Linked DNA regions of Mus musculus: region 1 is linked to region 2. A link is a contact called in public Hi-C data. All regions are on one chromosome and are shown on one strand. The core of a region is the stretch at or near the end of the contact, and the rest is flanking DNA. Distances in the headings are between cores, read along the strand shown. Region 1 holds the start of Sem1 (SEM1, 26S proteasome complex subunit). Region 2 holds the start of Vps50 (VPS50 EARP/GARPII complex subunit).

Region 1 (6,334 bases), core at 2,092-4,591, 3.1 Mb after region 2:
GGAAAAAAGTAGTTTCAAGATTCAATTATACAACAGCTTCAATTTTATAACCCACTCTGTAACCACCAAACTAACCTGCATGGATACAATTTGAAATGTTCTCACAAAGTTATTACCTGGGTCTAACACTCTTTCTGAAGGCCTCCAGAAATATATTAAAACCAGCCATATCAAAACTTTCGATCTGAATGGCTCCCTTACAAAGCCTATTCTCACTCGGCATAAACAACTAGAAATTGTGTAGAATACATTACACAAAGATTCTAAACATGATTTTGTAACAGCTCCCTCTGAATGTCCATTATAGTACATACCCACCAATTAGAATAATTTTAAGGAATTGCCAATGGAGCAGATTCAGACTAAACAAGGGAACTAGGGGGATAAATGGAACATTTGTTCCTTTGTACCTTCAGCGACTCATTCCAGATGTTATACTTCACACTGAAGAAGAGCTATTCAATGAAACAATGAGGTCTCCACGCAAACATTAACTTATGGTTTCTCTTCAAAATAAAATTTATCTTTCTTTAAGATCACTAAATTGAAATTCCATCTAGCAGGTTCTTATCTGGGAGGAGCTGTAGCAACAACATTCCCGAAAGACAAACTATGAAAACAATTTAATGACTTGCCTGTGACAAGCTCCACAGTGTACAGTCTACACACAGCCCAGAGAGTGGCCAGCCCCACTTTGGCACACTCTCAAGTAACAAGACTCTTGCAGTAAGACATCCTATAAATGGCACAGATAACTCCAGATTGGTCTAACAAGAAAATGATTCATTTACTCTATTAGTGAGTTTGCCAATTTTTCGTAAAAAGCAATCATAAGAAAAAGTGAGTTTTCCGAAGGGAAAGCACTTGAAAGTAAATCTGGGTATAAAAAAACTTAAAAGACAACTCAAATACTGAAGGATTCAAATTCTAAGAGGTGTTTCTAACATCTTCCCAAATAATGCAAATGCCAAGACTGGTGGTCCATGAACCACATGTCAACAGCAACAGAGAATCTGTATCAGAACAACACCAAAAAATAGGAAAGAACATGTTTACTCTAAAACAAAAAAGGTCTTCTGGGTTTTTTTTCTTTTTCAGATTTTATTTCTTTCATTTAGTTTTTAATCAAAGATTTTAATTTGTAAATATTCACTAATTTTACCCAGTGAATTAATCTTTATATACAGCAAAAATCTTCCTAATATGAATTAAGGCTATGTATCTGTTAACTAAGGAAGAAACACACATGCATAACAAATCATTTAAAATGTTACTTCTCATTCTAAATATAAAGATTCCCCAAGGAACTAGACTCTATACACTCTAACCAAGACAACAAATTTGGAAGATCATTAAATGACACCGTCCTTACACTAAATCTTTTGTGCGTTCTTTTGTCTTTAGACTCTTTGCTTTTCCTTAACATCGATGAGATGTTTAAACATAATACAACTGTCAACACACTCAACAGACTACTGCTCAAAATACAGGCTCTAAAGGACAGACAGTACACTAAAGTTGACAAAAGGTGCTGAAAAACATCTAGTACATCATCAAGCTGACAGTTACCTCTAAATTCTTTCCTAGGTTCTCAGCTATCTAGTTATTTTAAATAGAGACTTGCACTAAAGGTGAGGGTTAAAGTCTGGGTGGGTGCACTGGTCAGAAAGACCTTTTAGATTCTGAGTTAGAGACTTAATGGCAAGAATTTATCTTTATTTTTTAACACGTGAACTCTATTGCTTCAAGATTAGATGCTTGACTCTACAATGCAAAGCAAGTGTCTTAACCGTGCAGCTTGTATGTAATAAGGGATAAGGACCATCTGAAACAAGTAGTTGGAATAAGAAATCTAACCTGCCCTCACTTAGCCAATTCTACCACAAAGCTCTGTTACAGGATTATTAATGAACCTGAAAACAAAACATCAGACTGAACAAATAAATTTATTACCAAAACAAAAGGTAAACTATCCCATCATATATTATAGACTCCTAACTCAGAGGAAATATATCTTCTGAATTGGTTTATGAGGTTGCATAATATACACACTAATGTTCTCTTTCACTAAAACTAAAACACTACATTATACTTAGACTAAACGTTCCTGTGATGTGATTTTATGCGCATTGAGATCATGGTGGGGTAACTAAGTACAATTTTTGTCAAGTGATAATTGCTTGATGCCACGTATGTGCACATGACTAACCACAATTCTCTTCCTATGGTCTTCATGGAGACACAGTCTAACTCACTTTTTAGAAACAAGGTAAAATATTTGGGAAATCTACTCAAAACAATTAGCCAATAAAGTAATCAATTTGAAAAACTAATATGGCAAAAAGAGGCCTAGCAAACAGAAGATAACTGCTGAAGTTAAGGACTTTGGTGTAAATTAAGGCGTCTCAGTTTCACCATTTCCGGACAGTGTTGACACTGGGCCTGTTTCTCCATTGTTCCAAACTTCTGTTTCCTTACGTGAATAATAGTAAGTACATTAATACCTACTTCCTATATTTGTGGAAATGGATTGTGCCAATAGAAGCGAAGCACTCACGTTCCCAAGATCATAGCAGGCTCTTCCAACATTAGCTATGTTATTACCTACAATGAGAAAACTAAAGCATCCCTAGCATTGAAGTTAGTTTCGAAGGCAGATGGTTAAGACTTTTATAAAGCTTGGGTTAATTCACGTGACCGTAAATGGAGAGAAGCAGAAATTGAGGCAAAATCTGTAATGAATACAACACACACGAACGACTCTATCATCCCACTTCTCGGGGCTCATTCGCGCTATCCGAGAGGTACACAGCACTGGCTGCCCTGGGCAACAGTGGGACTCTGAAGTTTACTACCAAGGGGAGGCTTGGAAACCGAAGCAAAACAAGAGACTGTGCAGATGCGGAGAGTCCCGGGTTGAAGTTAAAGGGCCACAAGCTCGCAGCACCGTGGGCCCAGCTTCACCTGGTTCCTCCCAGCGACGAGGCGCAAAACACTGGGCCGCGCCATGAAGCGACGGCTACCGGGACGCGGAGGCCGAGGCCGGGGCCCCCGGAGGCCGCGCCCGGATCCGCGCTGCTGGGCCCAGCTCATTCCCGCAGAGAGCAGGCCCGGCGCCGCCCCACCGGAGGCCCCAGGCCCAGCGCGCGGCCTGGCGGTTACCTTCCGCGGGAAACTCCTCGAACTCGTCGTCCTCTTCCAAGAGACCCAAGTCGACCGGCTGCTTCTTTTCGGACATCGCGCCGCGCCAAGACCCAAGCTGCTCGGACCGGCCGCAAAGTCGGAAGCCTCAGTACTCCGGAGGCGCCGATCCTGACAACGCCGGCGCAACCATAGAGACGAGAGGGAAAGAGCTGCGGGGCAGCGCGAGGAATGCTGGGACAGCGAAGGTCCTCCCAGAGCGTCCTGCGGTTGTAGTAGGTCCTCCCGTCTTGAAACAGTGAACTGTTTTGTTTTATAGTGTGTTCGTTCGTTTTATTATTCATATAGTTGCCTACGTGTGAAAGATTTACAGTGTATTAAATTACTAAAGGCCATTATTTAGCTTACAATCACTAACAGAAATCTGGAAAGATAAAGTAACATAAGTTAAGAGCTTATTACATTATTCCACTACTCAAACCTAGCCTTGAGCATGCTGTTAAATATCTCCACATCACAGGGAACCCGGGACCAAAGGCAGCCAGAGGCACTCATATGCTAGACAATTCTGACTGTCCTCCAACCTTTCCTTTGTGCTGTGCTCCTTGACCTTACAATTGTGTTCCGTAGGGTTTCTGTTCTAACTAGTTGACAGGTTGATGTAAAAAATAAACAAGTAAAAAAAAAAAAAAATGATGTAACGTTGTACTGTTGTTCAAAAGATATGATTTGGTTTTGCTTTCTTTGTTTTAATTGTGACCCATGGAAAAGAACAAGACAATGAAAGATAGGAGAAAAGTTAGTGTCTAACCACACAGTAACACGTATTTGCCAGGCTAATAAATCTGTGTTCTATTGCATCTAAAGGGCTCTTATATGAGGTACTTAATTTCTCTTTAGTATAATTTATTTATTTTCAGCACCACACTTAAGGCTATACATATAACACACATAGTTACAGGTGCAAGAATAACTCTATTTGATATATAAAAATTGAAGAAGGTCTATAAGCCCTACTACTGAGGAAGTTGGGGCAGAAGGCATCCTTGGATACAATGAGTGTAAAATCAGGCTGGACAACTTAGTGAAACTGTGTCCCTAAATTAAAAGTAAACAGAGGGCTAGAAATATATCCCCAATGGCTCACTACCCCGTGCCAGAGAATTTTTAAAAAAACATGGGAAAAATGTTTGAACAATTTATGGATATAAATATGAATATTGTATGTTTTTTTAAAAAGATATATCAGAAAGTAGAAAGTGGAACATATTTTGTAAAAAATACTTTATTTTATACAAACACTCTTTCCTAATTCCATTTCCATTGCTATGATAAAATACCCCGGCAAAAAAGCAGCTCAGGGGAGAAAAGCTCATTTGGCTTATAATTCTAAGTTGTACTCCATCACTGCAGGAATGTCAAGGAAGAAACTTGAAGCCGCTCTCACATCCACAGTCAAGAGCAGAGAATAAATGTGTGCTTGCTATTTGGGTGCATCGCTGTCTCTAAGCTTACACAGTCCAGGATCCCTTGCCTAGGGAATGGCTAGCCCATAGTGGGCAGGCCTTTCCATTCCAATTAATGTAATCAAGACAGTGAGTGATAGATATGACCATAGAATAACCCAATAGTGGTTACCTCTCATTGAGACATTCTTCCCAGATGATTTCATGTGCCAAATTAACAATTAAAACTAATCATTACACTATGATTAGTTTCCTGGTCAAATATTTATTCTTTCTAGATCTTTAAGATTAACTCACCCTGAAGTAAAACCGGAATGTCTTAAGAAATAGGGACTCTTCCCTAGTCAAGTGCACTCTGGATACTTGAAGCTAGCTCTACTGGGATTTTATTCCTATTATGGCAACAAGACAACATGAGATCCCTATAAAGTGTTTTATATTGGGGGGAGGGGGGTTACATCATAAATTAAAAAAAAAAACTTTTATTAACAGTAAGTATGTCATACAATGTATTTTGATCATTTGGTCAATTCCAAGTCCTTTTCCTGACTCCTCAAAGAACGATTCTACCTCACTCCCCAATTTTGTGTCGTCCTTTTCATTTTAACAACTCCTCACCTTCAGTTTGCACTGTCTGAATCCGCCTGGATGTAGGGCCATCCATTGTTGATTATGTAGAAGCGAAACCTTCAAAGAAAACTGACTCTCTTTGCCCCAGGAACCATTAGCTGCCCATAGTTTCTCAGTTTGAAGTGCTTCCCCTTCCAGCTGATGCCTACCCGACGGACTGGTTCTTGTGCAGGCAAACAGCTATTTTGAGATCAATAAGTACAGCAGTCCTGTCATGTTCAGAAGGCACTGTTTAGCTCTAGTCCTCTGTGACCTTCGGCTCTTACAATTTGTCCACTTCTTCTATGATAGTTTTTGAACCTTGGGGAGGAGGTGTGACATAGACGTCCCACTTGTGGATGAGCATTCTGCTGACACTTTAACCTGTTTCTTTGACCAGGGACTGTCTGTCCCAGCTTGGGGTTCTTGGCTAGATTGGCAATGTCCGGGATATGTTTTCTTCTGTGAGCAGGCTTCAATCGCATCAGAAATAAATTGGTTACCTCCATGCCATTGGTGGCACTCTTGTACCCGGGGGCATACCTTACCGCACTGTTCATTACTGAATCTCACAGCATTTACAGCTAGGTAAGACTGCCACCTGACATCTTCCACCCAACATCTTACATAACACCTTCCCGTCTCATGAAAGCAGCCAGCAGGAAGGGAGCTTCGTCTCCACACTAAGTGGATTTCTCCACATCTTGTCACCAGGGGCATCTTAGTTTTATGGCTGAACTTTTTTTTTTTAAATCGATAAACCAGTAATGGCATTTGAAAGCACAGGCAGCTCTCTTAAGAGAGGAAGGTGTTTGTTTTTAGAGGGGTCTTTAGTAAGACATAGTTGTAACCCTTCCTGGCTTGGAACTCAACATGTAGACCAGACTGTGCTGCAAGTCACAGACCTCCACCTGCCTTGCCTCCTAAGTGCTGGAATTAAAGGTATGAGCCACCATGTCCAACATTCTTGATGTTCTGTTATACAGCAAATTTCTAGAAATTACTCATTATATAATAAAATTTTCAAAGAATTAATGTTTTTAAAATTAAGGTTTCAAATACCCTCTCTAAAATGCTGTTTTGTTTTGTTTGTTTTTTTTTTTTGTTTTGTTTTTGTT
Region 2 (5,987 bases), core at 2,537-5,036:
AATGAATGTGTATACAAAGGACACAGGCAGTAGGAACACCTGTTATATGTTCTGCGAGAACACAGGGCTGTGGCTTTCAAATAGTTTCTTGGTGATTCTCAGTAATTTTTCAGTATTGCTTTATAAATTATACTGAGTTATTCACAATAAGAAGGAGGAAGATACTCTCTTTGCGTGGCCTCGTGATAAATAAAACCCAGATCTACTTTCTTATCATGAAAAATTATGCCATTATTTTGAAATTTGAAAAAAATACTTTCTATGAAAATTGAAGTACTTTATGAATTTCCTAAGTAGCCATTTTTCTTCACAAAATTATCATGTGAATTATCATGTAAAGACTGTACCAAAGAACCAAAACAGAGTATTAGAGATTTTTTGTGTTTTATTTTCTATTACAAATGGCTGTGATGGTTTTATTGGATCTGTGTATTCATCTCACTTTCTTAAAAAAAATAAATCACATGTCGTTTGCAAGTGGAGCTGAGGCATACATTTTACATAATGACAGTGTGTAGCACACAGCAACAGATAGTACTTGGGGTCATATTTTCTCAGCTCAAGCTTAGAGGAAGTGAACTAGTAACCATTAAAATCTTGCTTGTGTGTTCTGGCTGCATCTTCTAGCTCTTTTCAGTGCCATGAAGTAGGTGGGCTGAGAACTTTGCTTAATTCAGTAAGTTCCAAGAGAGCTATTGTTTGTAAGAAGGCTTTGGTCCACACTTTCTGCATGGAATGGAACATATCTAGAAACATTTGACCTGAAGCTAGTAGAATTCTCAATATAAGTAATTTTTAACAGGATAGTCTCACTGAAGAAATTCAGTGATTAGAGTGTGGGAGTGAAGGAAGGCATGGTTTTTCATTTTAACTGCTTCAAAGAAGACTGTTATTCAAATATTATTTAAAAATTAAAAAAAGAACAATTGTTATTCTGGAGAACAACTTTGGAAATACTCTTGATGTCAATGTTCCCAACTTGTTGAAGATGTGTCTAAAGGCAAAGACACTACTGTTGGGAAACCTGAGTTCTTTATACAGTTCAGTTGCTTTATAATGCTTCACACCTCAGAAATATGTCAAGGGCATCCTCAAGCCCAGGCAATGACTACAAGTTTCTCCACACCCTCTAAATTCTGCACACATACATATTCACTTCAATGTATTTACTTAGATATATACTTTCCTTCTCAGATCCTTGACTACAGCGAACAATCTTAGTCATTGACATCCAAGCATAATTCTCATTTTTCTTAACATGTTTCCCCAGAAATAAACCCCTGTGCTCTTTAGTCTATGTTGTCTGCTCCTTAGCCATTCCTTAAGAATTTCACACAAATTTTCATAACAGACTGCACAACATCCAATTGGAAAAAAAAAAACCCATAGGATTTAAATAGATACCCCACAAGCTCCTTCACTCCATTTAGATCATTCTTCATATTGATCAAATAAGATCATTCTTCATATTGTCCTTAAACTAAAAATGGCTTATTATGAGAGTTCCAGGATCCTTGGTAAGATGTGGGAAACGAAGACAGTATGGAGGGGTGCCCCTAGTATCAAATATATAGCATTTAAAGGACTTACGAATATTCCAGTATTTTCCACATTTTATATTAAAATGCCAACTTTTGTGACAGAAAGAAATAGTAGGTATTTTAATAAGGACTTAGATACAAGAACGATCCATTTTTGTGCTCTTTTCCCTGTTATTATATACATTCAAATTTTTGCATTATATGTGTGGTTTGTACAAGAACTGTTCACATTAACCATGCGCCCTCTAGTGGTTTGCTGGTAAATATAACTGTTTGTGACAGTACTGGTGAATCAGGAGTTGAACATTGAAATCATACAGGCAAATTTAACTTCAAGAGCTCCCAAAATGACAGAATTCCTAAAATAGTTCCAAAGAGTTTTCTAAGAAAAGGAAAATTCTCCCAGAAATATGGCATCACTTGGAGGCAGTGGCAGGGAGATCTCTGAGCTTGAAGCCAGCCTGAGCTATATAATGAGATCTCCTCTGGGGTTGGGAGGTGGGGTTGGGTTGTCTTAACACAGTATTTCATAGCACAGTTGATAATCTACCATCTGCTTCTGTAATAAAAAAAAAAAGGTCCCATATCCTCGACTGTTTACTCACCTTAGTTATATTTGCATTAAAATGAATGCACTAAAACCATTTCTGTGCATAACGATTACATTAATATAAGGAGTCACTGAAAGTGTGTGGGTGATGAGGGCAGGACTGCTTTCTGGTCTTGCCAATCACACATGGTTTACTGTTCATTTACATTATTGGGCTGGTTTTGTTGTACACAGTGAGCAAGCATCTACTACAAGCATTTCAAGCAGCTGTAATCTTTAATACAGACCCCTTCATATCTGTAGAATTATTTACACTAGGAGAATCAATTGGGGGAAATCCTCAAGATTACATGAATGGTTGTATCTAAGGTGAACTAACTTTGTAATTACATTGCTCCCAAAGAGAAGTGCATCTGCAGGAAAAGCCAGCCACTAGAGGAGGCAACTGCATAGGCGATTTCTGAGCTAGTGTCCAACCCTCCATACAGTCAAGTTTATGCTTTGCTTTTATAATAAAAACATTAGTTATTAGTTTTTATAATACGTTAAACTAATGTAGTTAAAAGGCACTGGTGTCCTGATTTAGGAGTCACTCCTCAGCATAATACCGGGAACCTTTAAGCATTTAAGTCATCAGTTTATACGTCTAACAATCTTAGGTAAGTATCTTAACTTCTCCATGCCTGTTTCACCATTTTTTAACATGAAGATGATGGTAACTCCAGAAGATGTTCATGCATACGAGCTTGCGGGTGTGTTTCTTGTGTTTTTCTTTCTTTCCTTTTCAATCTTTTTGTTTGTTTGTTTGCATGTTTTGTTTTCTAGAGGGAGAAAGAAAGAAGGTGCGTGGAAGCAAGTGTGGCGGTAGGGGCAGATCTAGGATGAGTTGGGGGAGGGGAGACCTGATCAGAACATATTGTATGAAAAATTGTAGTACAAAAACAAAACAAAACAAGGAAAAGATGCTCATGTAGATAAATGCATAAGGTCATACACATGAAGCCATTAACAAAATTTCTCCCAATTCGTAAGTTTTCATTGTTACCTATTGTTATTAGCTCTGGGTTTGCTGCCCCCCACAGCAAAGTTACCCCGTTACTTTCTCCTTTATACTACTAATAACAAGATCAGGGCTTTAAAGTGACAAGTGCCCTCATACTTACTGACATCTGCCTCGACTTGCCTTTGCTAAAGCAGGTAGAAAAATGATAGGTGGGGTAGACGAAATCCTTTGATTTTTCTAGAGCGTTTTCAGGAAATGCCAAGAATGAAGAAGAACCTACGGCTGGCCATCAGTATCTTAGGGGTCCTGCCTCCCACTTTCCTCAGGGCACACCCAGAGCCACTGGGAAATTCCTTGTCTTAAGTCACCTTTCCAAGTGCTCTTTATGGAGGTCAATCAGTCTCTTTCCTCGCCTCTCTAGCCCAGGTGTGCTTTCTCTTGCACTCCTAGAGGGCATCTTGTCAAAGTGGACTATCTACAGACGCTTCAGAGTTGTTTAGTTCAGTGGCCAGACTACCTAAGTCATAGGTATTCGCCTCGCCCAACGCTCTTCCAAGTCCAGGTAGTGGCTCTGGAACAGAAGGAGTCCCAGTTCATTGAAGCGACTGCTTCTTGGGAAATGTAGTACTGAAGTTGGCCTCCTCCTTTGATTGCAGCCGGAAAACTACATTTCCCGTCATGCTCGGGGAAAGGAAGGCTGACCCAGGCGGGCAGCTCCACGTGACGACTCACTATGGCTTCCCTGTGTTGTAGCCGGCTGTCTGGTGGGATTATGTGATTTGTTACTTCTCCGAGGCAGGGTAATTGTCTCTCGACTTCGACATGCAAAAAATCAAATCTCTCATGACCCGGCAGGTGAGTTCTGTTTTCTGAACTAAAGAGCTTCCCGCTCCCGGCTGTGAGAGGCGCCGAGACGCCCAGTTCCTTGGTGGCGGCGGGCGTAGGCTTAAGTTATAGTGGGTGGCGGGGCTCAGGGGTGTTGGGCAGCTAAGTAGTACACTGGAAATCTCAACTGAGCCTCCTAGATCCGACCTCGACTCCTTGAAAGAAGTGTCTTCCTACAAACATTTCGTTTAGACAAAGCCAATCAGGGAGCTGGGCTGTCTTTGTACCTTCTCCTTTGCTTTAGTTTCCTTTCCAGGACAGCCTTAGCTGCTTTGCAGCGTCCCCCTCGTCCTCACTGGTGGTCGTTTGCCAGTAGGTGCCCTGGAAAGTGAGGTGGGGTCTGTGCAGTAGAGAAAACTCGAAAGAGCAAGGGTGAAGGCAAAGGGCTGTTTGTAGCCAACATTGGTAGTGTTGTGGATTGGCAGTAACTCTCCAAACTTGTAGCTGTGTTTTTGGATTTAAACATGGGAATGACAATTCCTTTTCTATCCCCCTCCCATCTCAAAGTATCGCATTGTAAGTCACCAGTAAGCTAGTATATGTCAGCATTCTTTGTGTATTGCTACTTAAAAAATAAAATTCTGACAAAGAATTTTTTTTTTCAGAATGATAATTCAGGAATAAGACTGGTACTATATCTTGTCTCACATATGTTAGAGCTTCCTAATACTGTGTCTCAACTTCCTTCGAGGAGTTGAAGAAATGTATGTTTTTTTTAGGTATTTATTGATCATTTTATTTCAGAAACCTTTGTTTTGACTGTAGCATTTTTAGCTACTGAAACATAATTAGAATTTTTCTTTGTTTTAATAAGAAAGAAGTGCAATTTAGATGAGTTTTAAAATCATTGTGGCTTAGAAATGTTGGTAGAGTCCTTTCTTTAAAGCTTCACTTATAATTTCTTTTTCTTAACAAGAGAACAGAAGACTTCTTGTCCTGCTTGAGGATTCAAAGTGTCAGCAGTAGTGGGACAGACACTTGTAATTTCTTATAGACAGTACGTACGTGATCCTTGCATAATGCTTTTCTTTTTCTTGATTTGAGTCGAGAAACTAGGAAAAAATTTTCTATGAATAATAAAACAAACAAGCAGGGGGCAGAGGCACTTAGCAGCCTTTCACGTTGTTGGACACTGGCGCTGTGCGTCTTGCTGCTTCTTACTTGAGAATAGGTTTGGAGGCTGCTCCATCCTGAGGTGAGAGGAGAGGGAGCAGACACTCAGGAGCCCCTCAGATTTGGATGACTACATTCTGGTTTTGCGTTCTGTCTCCTTGGTCTTGCCTGTTAAGCAGCATAGTCCATTGTCTGCCATACAGCTTATAAATACCTTGGGCTGCTGCATTTGGGTTTTTTCTTCCTAAGGTTGGTGCTCTCCTTAAATTCCAAAGAATTCCAGAGAACTGGTGATAATATATCCATAATGTTTGTAAATGTAATGCTGACTCTGCAGAAAGTGTGAATTCTTAAGCCTCACACAGTTTACTGAATTATAGTAGGTTATATCTGTAGTTAGTTGGAGAAAAAAAATCTTTAGAACGTATACAAGAAACTACTGTATAAATAATAGTAATGTAAAGTTAACAGGTTTATGCAAATGTGTGGCCCTAATTATATATGTTTAAAGCTCAATTTATACATATATTATTATTGTGCTGTTGATGTATATTAAAGAGATGAAATTCTGATTTATGAAAATTTAATTTTATTTGGGTTCTCTCTCTCTCTCTCTCTCTCTCTCTCTCTGTCTCTCTGTCTCTGTGGCTCGATTGCTCACCATTTTGATTGTTCTTTGCAGAACGTTCACAGGGATGGGTGCCCTTAGTTAGCTGGCCTTATGTAGATGAGACCTGTGACTCATCGTTCCTCACTATGCTGGCTTCTGTTCATTCAGTTTTGTCAAACTGAATTGAGTGTTGTGGGCCAGGCACTATTCCAGCAGATTTGGGAGAGGCAACAATGAATAGAATAGACAGTGAGTGCTAAGGAAGACTTGGTGAGGGAAATGTTT

What was found. A called contact is a pair of places that touch in the nucleus more often than the background predicts.
Region 1: a contact with region 2 is called in a Hi-C map of rod photoreceptor, with 8 times the contacts expected there. The contact joins the promoter of Sem1 here to the promoter of Vps50 in region 2. A contact is called at or near these places in 2 of 484 Hi-C or Micro-C datasets (muscle stem cells and rod photoreceptor).

What each region holds. Positions count from the first base shown.
Region 1 is chr6:6,575,317-6,581,650 of GRCm38.p6, forward strand. It overlaps Sem1 (SEM1, 26S proteasome complex subunit), which reads right to left and starts at 3,342. Exons shown (of 3, transcript NM_009169.2): 1 at 3,163-3,342. The coding sequence starts at 3,238.
Region 2 is chr6:3,494,607-3,500,593 of GRCm38.p6, forward strand. Vps50 (VPS50 EARP/GARPII complex subunit) reads left to right here and starts at 3,787. Exons shown (of 28, transcript NM_024260.5): 1 at 3,787-3,949. The coding sequence starts at 3,917. It also overlaps a transcript of Hepacam2 not described here.